2 separate regions of the Zea mays genome follow, and region 2 is linked to region 1. The links are chromatin contacts, called in public Hi-C maps. All regions are on one chromosome and are shown on one strand. Each heading gives the region's core, a stretch centred on a gene start, on an enhancer-like site or on the middle of the called end of the contact. The rest is flanking DNA. Distances are from core to core; before and after follow the strand shown. Region 1 holds the start of LOC100285024 (transcription factor RF2b). Region 2 holds the start of LOC103647038 (RING/FYVE/PHD zinc finger superfamily protein).

Evidence for each region. Hi-C and Micro-C count contacts between places; a contact is called where the count stands out from the background.
Region 2: a Hi-C map of ear shows a contact between it and region 1, with 1.5 times the contacts expected there. The contact joins the promoter of LOC103647038 here to the promoter of LOC100285024 in region 1. A contact is called at or near these places in 2 of 25 Hi-C or Micro-C datasets (ear and tassel).

What each region holds. Positions count from the first base shown.
Region 1 is chr2:144,466,202-144,472,054 of Zm-B73-REFERENCE-NAM-5.0, forward strand. It overlaps LOC100285024 (transcription factor RF2b), which reads right to left and starts at 1,732. Exons shown (of 4, transcript NM_001157919.2): 1 at 1,025-1,732; 2 at 668-800. The coding sequence starts at 1,551.
Region 2 is chr2:144,684,768-144,690,196 of Zm-B73-REFERENCE-NAM-5.0, forward strand. LOC103647038 (RING/FYVE/PHD zinc finger superfamily protein) reads left to right here and starts at 3,266. Exons shown (of 7, transcript XM_023301652.2): 1 at 3,266-3,664. The coding sequence starts at 3,335.

The sequences.
Region 1 (5,853 bases), core at 482-2,981:
ATTCAATCTTTGTCCCAAACTAGTTATCTTTCTCTTCTCCCAATATACCTTTTCAATTTACAAATGCATCTCTATCTTTATTTTTCTCCTCCTTGTTTTATGTGCACCACATCTTTTTTACTTGTTCTAAATTCCCGTGTCCAAACCTTAAACATCAACTATTTTGGCACGAAGGGAGTAGGAGGAATTCATCCAAGAACGATCAAGGAGAGAATTCATATCCATCCAAGGATCGAAGGTAGTTAAATTGAAACAAATCCTCATGAATTAGCAAAAACTCTAGTAAGAAGAAGATATAAAAAGTATACTTGAGCAAAATCGATAAGCCAGAACAACAAACAATTAGTCCAGCCAATCAAGAGGATGCGAGTGGAAGTGGTGATAAAGTCAGCTAAGTTCGTTTTCCCCTTTGTCCAGCACAGCAAGAGAGCAAAGAATTTCGGTGGAGGGATAAAATAATAGCTGATCTCCCATTGTGGTAGACTGGTAGTTGTAGCACAAGACAAGCCACAGTCAAATAATTAGGGCCGGCTGAAGCAATGGTATGTTCGCACACCCAACCACAATATGATCATTTTTTTTTGTCTCCGAGGATAAGCGGGACTTTGGAGGGGGAACAATAAGTTATGATAGTGCCTGGTCAAAGCAACCAAGCAATATTCGTTACCTGAAGAAGCGTGAGCTGTGCCGAAAGTGTGGTGGCCTCTGTCTGCAGCGTCTGCACCTTCCTCTCCAGCTCACTGGTGTACTTGATCTTCCTCTCCTTGGACCTCGCCGCAGACTGCCGGTTCGCCAGGATCCTGCAGAACGAGGAGTCGAGGACCACCGCGAAACCAGATAGTTACACCTCACTTGGACCAGAAGAAATTCAACGCGCGACAAGGATACGGATCTTGAAACCAGGACTTGACCAGATAGAGGACAAGGTACTACCACGTCCCAGCTCCATCGAGCATCTCAAGCTGCGGGGGAAGAAGCAATTTTGAGGGAAGACAGCTCGCGACCGCGGATGGCGCTTGCTTACCTCTTGGCGCGCTTGGGGTCGAGGAGCGCGAGCTCGGCGAGCCTGTCGTCGGGCACGGCCTTCTTGGCGTAGTCCGGCAGCACGGACGTCGGCGCGGACTCGCCCTCGAACGGCGAGGTGGCCCCGTCCATAGAGCCGCTCCTCTTGTGCCCCGCCACGCCCCCGCCTCCCTGTAGCGAGAGGCCGTCGAAGAAGGCGGCGTCGAGGGAGAGGCTCCGCATGTGCGCTCCGCTCGGCGGCCTCGGCGGCGCCGCAGACGCCGGCGAAGCCGCCTGCGGAAGCGGCTGCTGGGGTGGCGGGGCCTGCGGCTGCGGCGTCGGGTCGGACGCCGCGGGCGAGTCGTCGGACAGCGAGGGGAAGTCGATGTCGGAGAAGCCGAAGTCGGCATCCGGGTCCAGCAGGAGGTCCGCGTCGGGCAGCCGGATGAACGTCTCCGATTGCGCCCGCCGGTGGTGCCCCCGTGCCGGGAGCACACCGCCCCCGCCGAAGCAGGACGACGGCGCCGGCGGCGGGAAGCGCAGGTCCATGACGGCCGGGCTGGCGGAGGTCAACGGGGGTCAACACAGCCCGGGCCGAGGCGGCGGTTGCGGTGGGGACTGCGGGTAGGGTGGATGGGGACTGCGGGTAGCAGCAGCCTGAGCCTAGCGGGCGTTGCTCGGGGCGGGGCGGGAGAGGAGATGCCTGCCGCTGCCGGAATGGGTGTTGCCGTGTTGGTTTGGTAGGTGCGCCTGCAGCGGTCACGGTGGGAGTAGTGCAGCACAGTGTCGGCCTGTCGGGGGCTGCGCGGCTCACTTCCGCGTGGACGTGTCGCATGGACCAGGCCCGCGTCACAGAAATCGCGAGGCGGAACTTACGGTGGCTGGAGATTACCGGTTCATGCGGAAGGTTCATGGAGGGGACGAGCACGCGGCGGCGAAACGGGCACCGGGCAGGTCCTCCGCGTGGGGGCTCGGGGGCACCAAGGTCCCTGAGTGGATCAGGTGCATGAGTCGGTCACAGCGTCACTGGGAGCGCGGATCATGAGGTGGTTTGGACGATGGGGCAGGCCAGCCCGTATCTGTGAACCGGGTGCACGGGACCAGGACATGGAGGGCTGGAAGGGTAACTTGCGACGCGTGGAAAGGACTGCCGCGTGGTTCCGGGGAAAGAGAGCGGCGCCGGCGCGGCCTGACCTGTCGCGGTGGTTGCGGGGCCCGCCCACCGGCCACCGGCAACTCGCCTCTTGGCGGTGGACCGTGCGCGTTACGCATCACAGAAAGTGGGACCAAATAGTCAGTCTATCTATCACATCTCATTTCTCATCTTTTATTTCAAGTTTTATCTTGTAAACAGTATCATATACAATTATATGTCCTCTATTTTACACCGTGTGATGGAGACTGTAGCAGTAATAGAGTAGCCATCTTCGCGGAAGATCCGAATATTTATTCAGATTTAATTTTTATCTTCTTTTCTATTGTGAACGATTAACATATAGAATGTACTATATAAATTTATTTTCTTGTTTTTAACATTAAACCTATTAATATTCATAAAAATTAAACCTTAAATTCATTCTACATATTTTTAAATAATTAATATAAAATTTAAATATGGATACAAACACGGATTCAGATGTTTTTCAACTTTTTTAGGGAGAAAATAACGCACACAAAAAATATAAAAAAATATTGTACTTCATAATATTATTAATAACATGACTAAAAATAGCTTCAAATTCTATACATATATATATATGTCAAAATATTATACTCGTTTGGATATAGATATTGGAACACATATTGAGAACTGAAATCAGTTTTCCAAAATTTTGTTGTTTGGTTACACGTAGAATTAAGGTTTAGAATCAGAGACCCAAATCTCTGGAATTGGACTATAACTAGAAACTCAGTGTTTCAATACAGAGCATCACCCCTCGGTATTGCGTGAAATTAGACCGCATAATTCTAAACTCCAATTCAGTGACATCCAAATAATAGAATTGGAATTACATCTCATTTCAATACCATAGTTGGTTTGGTATTGAATCCAATTCAATTCCTTGCCCTCCAATATCGACATCCAAACAGAGACTTAGATTTGTCATATAAGTCAGATGTTTTATGAACATCTAGGGATGGCAATTTTACCCGCGGGTTCGGATATTCGACGGATATTCGATCCGACGGGTTCAAATTCGGGCATGAAATTTGACCCGCGGGGCTCGCCCGTACCCAACCCACGATAAAATCGGTCGGGTACGGGTTTTATCTCCTACCCGCGGGTATTCGGTGGATACCCAAAACTAATGAAACTATTTTTAGCTTACTAAAAAACGCCCCAACGGCCCATGCTCCATCGTTCATCTAACCTAGCACAAAATCCCCTCCCCTGATCACCTACTCGGCGGCTACAGCTCTCAGGTAATGTCCACACCCAATCTCCCACCCCCTACGAGCCCAGCTCCCACCTCCCAATCTCCTCCAGACCACCATGTTATCCCACTGGTCACCGACCACATGCCTGGATGCCCCATGAAAGGGAATTAGGCTTACACCTATTTCCTAATTGATTTTGGTGGTTGAATTGCCCAACACAAATAATTGGACTAACTAGTTTGCTCTAGATTATACATTCTACAGGTGCCAAAGGTTCATCTACAACTATACTAAATCGACTGTCCGGAATACCGTAGATTATTCCGGACAGGAGGAGCTTTTTGGAAAAACAGGCCAAGCGCGGACCGTCCGGGCCCCTGCGGCGGACCGTTCGCAACACCAGGATGACCCTCGGACAGAACCAATGCAAAAATCCAAGTCTGCACTACGGACCGTCCGAAGGAAAAGCAAGGACCGTCCGAGACCTCGCGCGGACCGTCCGGCCTCAGGCGCGGACCGTCCGGTAGGTGAGGAACCGAAAACCCGAAGGTGACGGGTTCGGAAAAATGAATTATAGCGTCCGCGCGGACCGTCCGGGGTGCACGACCGGACCGTCCGCGACTGACTTTATCTGACATCTGACGACGCATTAAATGCAATATAGCCGTTGATATAGCCGTTACTGCTGACCGTTGCGTTTTCAGCCGTTGATCTACAGGCGTGGACCGTCCGGACCAGGAGGGCGGACCGTCCGCGGTCGGCAGAATGGAGCAACGACTAGGAAGTGGTTGGTGGCTATAAATACAACCCCAACCACCTCCATTCACTTCACCCAAGCATTCCAACCTTCAACATTCAATACAAGAGCTAGCAATCCATTCCAAGACACATTCAAAGCCTCCATCTCTCCAAGTTTCACAATTGAGAAAAGAGATCATTAGTAATTAGTGACTTGAGAGAGAAAGTGATCCGTGTGTTATTTGTCGCTCTTGTCGCTTGGCTTTTGCAATCGTGCTTTCTTTTCAATCTTTCTTGCGATCAACTCAATTGTAACCAAGGCAAGAGACACCAATTGTGTGGTGGTCCTTGCAGGGAAGTTTGTTCCCGTTTGATTGAGAAGAAGAAGCTCACTCGGTCCGAGGGACCGTTTGAGAGATGGAAAGGGTTGAAAGAGACCCGGTCTTTGTGACCACCTCAACGGGGAGTAGGTTTGCGAGAACCGAACCTCGGTAAAACAAATCCGCGTGTCACACTCTTTATTCGCTTGTGATTGATTTTCCACCCTCTCTCACGGACTTGATTATATTTCTAACGCTAACCCGGCTTGTAGTTGTGATTAATTTTGTAAATTTCAGTTTTGCCCTATTCACCCCCCCTTAGGCAACTTTCAATTGGTATCAGAGCCCGGTGCTTCATTAGAGCCTAACCGCTCGAAGTGATGTCGGGAGATCGCGCCAAGAAGGAGATGGAGACCGGCGAAAAGCCCACTACAAGCAATGAGAAAGCTCTATCGGGAGAGTCCCGCAACAAGGAGAAGAGGAACGAAAAGAAGAAGGAAAAGAAGACTTCTTCTCACAAGTCGCATCGGAGTGGCGACAAAATAAAGAAGATGAGGAAGGTGGTCTACTACGAGACCGACACTTCATCACCTTCTACCTCCGGCTCCGACGCACCCTCCATAACTTCTAAGCGCCATGAGCGCAAGAAGTTTAGTAAGATTCCCTTACATTATCCTCGTACTTCTAGACATACTCCATTACTTTCCGTTCCATTAGGCAAACCGCCAACCTTTGACGGTGAAGATTATGCTAGGTGGAGTGATTTAATGAAATTTCATCTAACCTCACTCCACAAAAGTATATGGAATGTTGTTGAGTTTGGAGCACAGGTACCATTCGTAGGGGATGAGGATTATGATGAGGACGAGGTGGCCCAAATCGAGCACTTCAACTCCCAAGCCACAACAATACTCCTCGCCTCTCTAAGTAGGGAGGAGTACAACAAGGTGCAAGGATTGAAGAGTGCCAAGGAAGTTTGGGACGTGCTCAAGACCGCACACGAGGGTGATGAACTCACCAAAATCACCAAGCGGGAAACGAACGAGGGGGAGCTCGGTCGCTTCCGTCTACGCCAAGGGGAGGAGCCACAAGATATGTACAACCGGCTCAAAACCTTGGTGAACCAAGTGCGCAACCTCGGGAGCAAAAAGTGGGATGACCACGAGGTAGTTAAGGTTATTCTAAGATCTCTTATTTTCCTTAACCCTACTCAAGTACAATTAATTCGTGGCAATCCAAGATATACACTAATGACTCCCGAGGAAGTAATCGGGAATTTTGTGAGCTTTGAATTTATGATCAAGGGTTCACGGAAGATCAACGAGCTTGACGGCCCCTCCACGTCCGAAGTTCAACCGGTTGCATTCAAGGCAACGGAGGACAAGAAGGAGGAGTCTACACCAAGTAGACAACC
Region 2 (5,429 bases), core at 2,016-4,515, 220 kb after region 1:
GCTCGGGATTGGCGCGTCGCGGGGAGACGGCGCTCGTCTTCGTCTCAAGCGCGAAGTCGATACCCGGTGCGCCCCTCGTTGGGGTGCCAACGCTGTCGACTCGCTCGACAGCCGACGAGGTGCTGCCTCCTGCTTGGCCTTGGTCGCCCTGCCTTCCCCTCCGTCGGCGGGGGAAAGGGCAGGATGAGCTCGAAGGGTGTTCTTCCACCACGCGGGGAAGACGTCGTCGATTCCGCCGCCGGCGGGCGGGCTGTCGGCCGCCATTGTCGTTGTCGCGCGGCGGTGGAAGGAGTATCATGTCGTAGTTGCCGTCGAGGGACATGAACTCAAGACTCCCGAAACGGAGCACCGTCCTGGGTTGGAGAGGTTGCTGGAGACTGCCCATCTGGAGCTTGACGGGAAGCTGTTCGTCAACACGCAGCAGGCCCCTACCTGGCGCGCCAACTGTCGGCGTTTCGAGACCGGGGGGTCCCTGGGCCGACGAGTGAATGTCGCCGCGTGCCCCAGCCCAGATGGGTCGAGCGCGAGGGCGAGCGCGAAGGGGGGAGAGCGAGGCGGCCGGAGACCGGCGTGAGAGAGGTGGGAATCTCGCGGCCTTCGTGTTCGTCCCGCGCCCAGGTCGGGTGCGCTTGCAGTAGGGGGTCACAAGCGTCCACGCGGGAGAGGGAGCGAGCGGCTTCAAGCGAGCGCCTGTCCCGTCCTCGTCCCCGCGCGGCCAACCCTCTCTAAGAGGGCCCTGGTCCTTCCTTTTATAGGCGTAAGGTGAGGATCCAGGTGTACAATGGGGGGTGTAGCAGAGTGCTACGTGTCTAGCGGAGGAGAGCTAGCGCCCTAAGTACATGCCGTTGTGGCAGCCGGAGGGATTTTGGCACCCAGCTGGTGTGATGTCGTGGCCATCGGAGGAGCGATGGAGCCTGGCGGAGGGATAGCTGTAGGAGCGGTTGAGTCCTTGCTGACGTCCTCTTGCTTCCGTAAGGGGGCTGAGAGCCGCCGTCGTCACAGAGTACGCGGGGCGCCATCATTGCCTATCTGGCGGAGCTAGCCAGATGGGACGCCGGTCTTGTTCCCTGCGGCCCGAGTCAGCTCGGGGTAGGGTGATGATGGCGCCTCCTGTTGACGTGGCTGGTCTGCGCCCTAGGTTGGGCGATGTGGAAGCTCCTCCGAAGCCGAGGTCGAGTCTGTCTTCCGTGGTCGAGGTCGAGTCCGAGCCCCTGGGTCGGGCGAGGCGGAGTTCGTCGTCTCCTAGGGCTGAGCCCAAGTCCGAGCCCTGAGTCGGGCAGAGCGGAGTTCGCCGTCTTCTGGGACTTAGCCCGAGTCCGAGCCCTGGGTCGGGCGGAGCGGAGTTCGCCATCTTCCGGGGCTGAGCCCGAGTCCGAGCCCTGGGTCGGGCGGAGCGGAGTTCGCCGTCTTCCGGGACTTAGCCCGAGTCCGAGCCCTGGGTCGGGCGGAGCGGAGTTCGCCGTCTTCCGGGACTTAGCCCGAGTCTGAGCCCTGGGTCGGGCGGAGCGGAGTTCGCCGTCTTCCGGGACTTAGCCCGAGTCCGAGCCCTGGGTCGGGCGAAACGGAGCTTCCTATGGTGCCTTCGGCAGGGCCTGACTGCCTGTCAGTCTCACTCTGTCAAGTGGCACCGCAGTCGGAGTGGCGCAGGCGGCGCTGTCCTTCTGTCAGGCCGGTCAGTGGGTCGGCGAAGTGACGACGGTCACTTCGGCTCTGCCAGCCGGGGGGGCGCGCGTCAGGATAAAGGTGTCAGACCACCTTTGCATTAAATGCTCCTGCGATTTGGTCGGTCGGTGCGGCGATTTAGTCAGGGTTGCTTCTTAGCGAAGGCAGGGCCTCGGGCGAGCCGGAAATATGTTCGCCGCTGGAGGGGGGCCTCGGGCGAGACGGAAATCCTCCGGGGTCGGCTGCCCTTGTCCGAGGCTAGGCTCGGGCGAGGCGTGATCGAGTCGCTCGAATGGACTGATCCCTGACTTAATCGCACCCATCAGGCCTTTGCAGCTTTATGCTGATGGGGGTTACCAGCTGAGAATTAGGAGCCTTGAGGGTACCCCTAATTATGGTCCCCGACAATTATTATAATTCAATGATGGATAATATTGATGAGGTGACCGATAAGAGGGTGATAGCTTTGGGAGCAATAAAAAAGGACAAGATCATGGTAGCCAGGGCCTACAACAAGAAGATCAAAGCAAAGTCATTTCAAGTAGGGGACCTGGTGTGGAAGACCATCCTGCCTCTAAGGAATAAAGATCGAAAGTTTGGAAAATGGTCGCCAAGCTAGGAGGGTCCTTATAAAGTAAAACAAGTAATGTCTGGTAACGCATATTTACTACAAACATTACAAGGCAAGGATTTACCCAAGGCTTTGAATGGGCGTTTCCTCAAACAGTACCATCCTAGTATGTGGCAAGTTGCCTAAGAGAACTGATGTAATCACATCGAGTTAGTTGCTTTTGGTTTGCTCAACTCCACCAAAAGGCAGGGGGCATATGTTGAGCACTAAAAAGAGCACCGGACAGTCCGCGCAAGCGCAGAACAGATTAGGGTTCCGAGTTTCTTGCTATGTTTGTTGGCGAGAATCTCGGGATTAGCTCGGAATTTTGTTGGTAACGGGTCCAGCCCCCCTCCTCTATAAAAGCAGAGGAATACGACCGATTTAATCAATCAATCAACCCTCAACAATACAATTTATATTTATTCTTAAGAGTAGTTCTAGTCTAGTTTTAGATTAGTCTTCCAATTCCCAAATTCTTCGCTTCTCTTCGACTCTACGTCGATTAGAGCAGTCTAGGTCGGCCTGCCGAGCCTAGACATCTCCTGTGATCTCTCCTCCCCGACGGGGTCCCTCCCGGGAGCGAGATCCAGGTACCGTCGACGACTTCCGCCGCCCCTGCGCACGCGCGGATCGTCCGGCCCCAGGACGCGGGCCGTCCGACCTTCAGGCAGGAAACCCTAGCCTCGCGTCAGGCCGCAGACCGTCCGACCCCTGGCCACGGACCGTCCGCCCCTGTACAGAAAGCACCACCGCTAGTTCATGTTGAGTGATTGACGCCCGAAAAATGTGTCAACACTCGCCACATTAGAAAAAAGTTATTTTTAAAGAAATCTTCTCTTGGCAAATATATAATGACAACGGAAAAAGTGTTAAATGAAAATATGATATATGTGACAGTGGAAAATAGAAAAAAGTTATTTTTAAAGAAATCTTCTCTTGGCAAATATATAAAGACAACGAAAAAGTGTTAAATGAAAATACGCTATCTGTGACCGTGGCAAAAAAAAAAAATCCTTATTTGTGGCAACGGCCAACGCCTCTCGGCACGTGATCGGGACGATGCTTGGAGTTCGGATCAAAAAGTTTCTGCCGACCTCAGCGGACCCGAGGGCCAACGAAGCCCAAAGCCCACAGACGACGCTACGGCCTCGCCTTCCGTTTCTGCACGTTCCTTCTCTGGAAGCCGAGGCCCGCTCGCTCGAAGCGGCTGTTGCGCCGCTCAATTTCAATCCGGAGGCTGAAGCCACGGGGGAGAAGGGCGCATGGTTTCCGCAGCGCGCGCTGCATCCCTTCTGGCCTTGTTGCGGCCTCCGGAGCGCGGATCTTGACATCGGCGACGACAACGGCGAGGAGGAGGATCTTCTCACGGCACTGCGACCCTGCGAGATGGTAAGAGCTCGCGCTCCAGTTCCCACCCTCTTCATTTATGTGGCGCGTTTATTTCTCTTCGTTATTTGGTTGGCTAATTTCTTCGGAGAGTGTTAAAATCCGTGTGGAGCCAACCAACTCTGTGACGGCAAGGTGTTCGAGATCATGCGGATCACATTTGCTCGGCTTTCAGCAGGGAAGGGGAATCTAATCGGACGGAGTCGCGTTATTAGACCTATCCTATTCTTGTGCAGAACGCGCCCATTTGGGCAGGGGCTGGTAGCTGGTACTATTTTGAGAAGGGAACATGTAGGGTAGCACATATTAAGTTATGACCGGATCCAACACCCTTCCACAGCCTCTTTGTTGCCCTGCATTTTTTTTTTCAAAAGAAACACCCTCTACCACCTGCACCGTGATTTTTGCATGAAAGGGAGACGCGCGAGGACGTTGGACATAGGATGGATGGTCGTGTGGTGATTTAATATAGGTACCATGTGCATCGAAGACTCTATGTGCATGTGACGCTTTCTCTTTTCACAGGGGCGGGAGCGAGGCTCCTGCTCGAGGGGAGCTTTGGGGGGGGGGGGGGGGGGGGCATGACGGAGACGAGTCCCCAGCTCCTGGTTTTGCATAAGAATAGTCAAATATCTTGTCGTCCAGAAACACGCTATTACTGCCGTGTCTCCTAAGCCTTTCCATTATCAATTGTTGTGCCAATTTTCTAACTCTGAAACACTTTTGAATTTTGTTTGTGTGTGTTAGATTTTGTGTATAAACTACAGTTTCAGATTGGTAGAATCCTGCTGGCAAAAATGTTGCCAAAATGCCAACACAACTTTGAAAAGAGCTTACTTAGGCAATGAAGTCTTGTGGAGTGAGAGAAAAATTGGTAATATCAAGGTGCAGCTTGCCATGGCTAAGGAGGTCCTTCATCGGTTTGAAATTGCTAGGGATCGCTGCACTCTATCTGATGGGTAAGAATGGCTGCGTAGGAAACTCAAAATGCACTGTCTCGGCCTTGCCTCGCTTGAGTGTACTATTGCCCGTTCTTGAAGATGATCTGGGCGCCAATCACTACGAGGAGTACCAGCAACGGTGCTCTCTGCAGCAGCGTGGATGGTCCGCTGTGTAGGACCAGACAGTCCGCAACCTGCGGCAGGAGCCGAGTCTTCTCTCCGCTGAGCTGGATGGTCCGTGCCTGGTGGCCGCACGGCCTGCGTGTGCGCAGAGGTGGCGGCGTTAGCCAACAACACCTGGATCCGACCCCCGGGAGGGACCTCGTCAGGGAGGAGAGATCCTATGTTTTGTCTTGTGATCGACAGGCCACTCAAGACGCCTCCAGACGATGTAGAGTCGAAGAGAGGTGAAGGTTGAGGTGAAGAAGGCTACGTTACTCTCTACTCCTAGGGCAAAAGGAAAGGAACATAAGATATATTGATTTTGATTCGACTGCTGGTGTTTCAATCGACCGTACCCCTTGAAATATATAAGGGAGGTCTGGACCCGTTACTAGGCGTTCTCCAATAACTTGCACGAGTTTAGAGGGATAAACACGCGTGGAGATAGTAGTTAACACGCCTAAGGGTGGACCGTTCGCAGGCCGGATTGTTCGGGCCTCAGGGCCGGACCGTTCGGTCGCGCCCAGCGTCACAAACGGTGCTCAAACATGCCCCCTACCTTTTGGGGAAGCTGATTGAACCAAAAGCACTGTTGCAAGCTAGAAATAACTCGATGTGACAACATTGGTTTGTCTAAGCATCTTGCCACATACTAGGATGATATT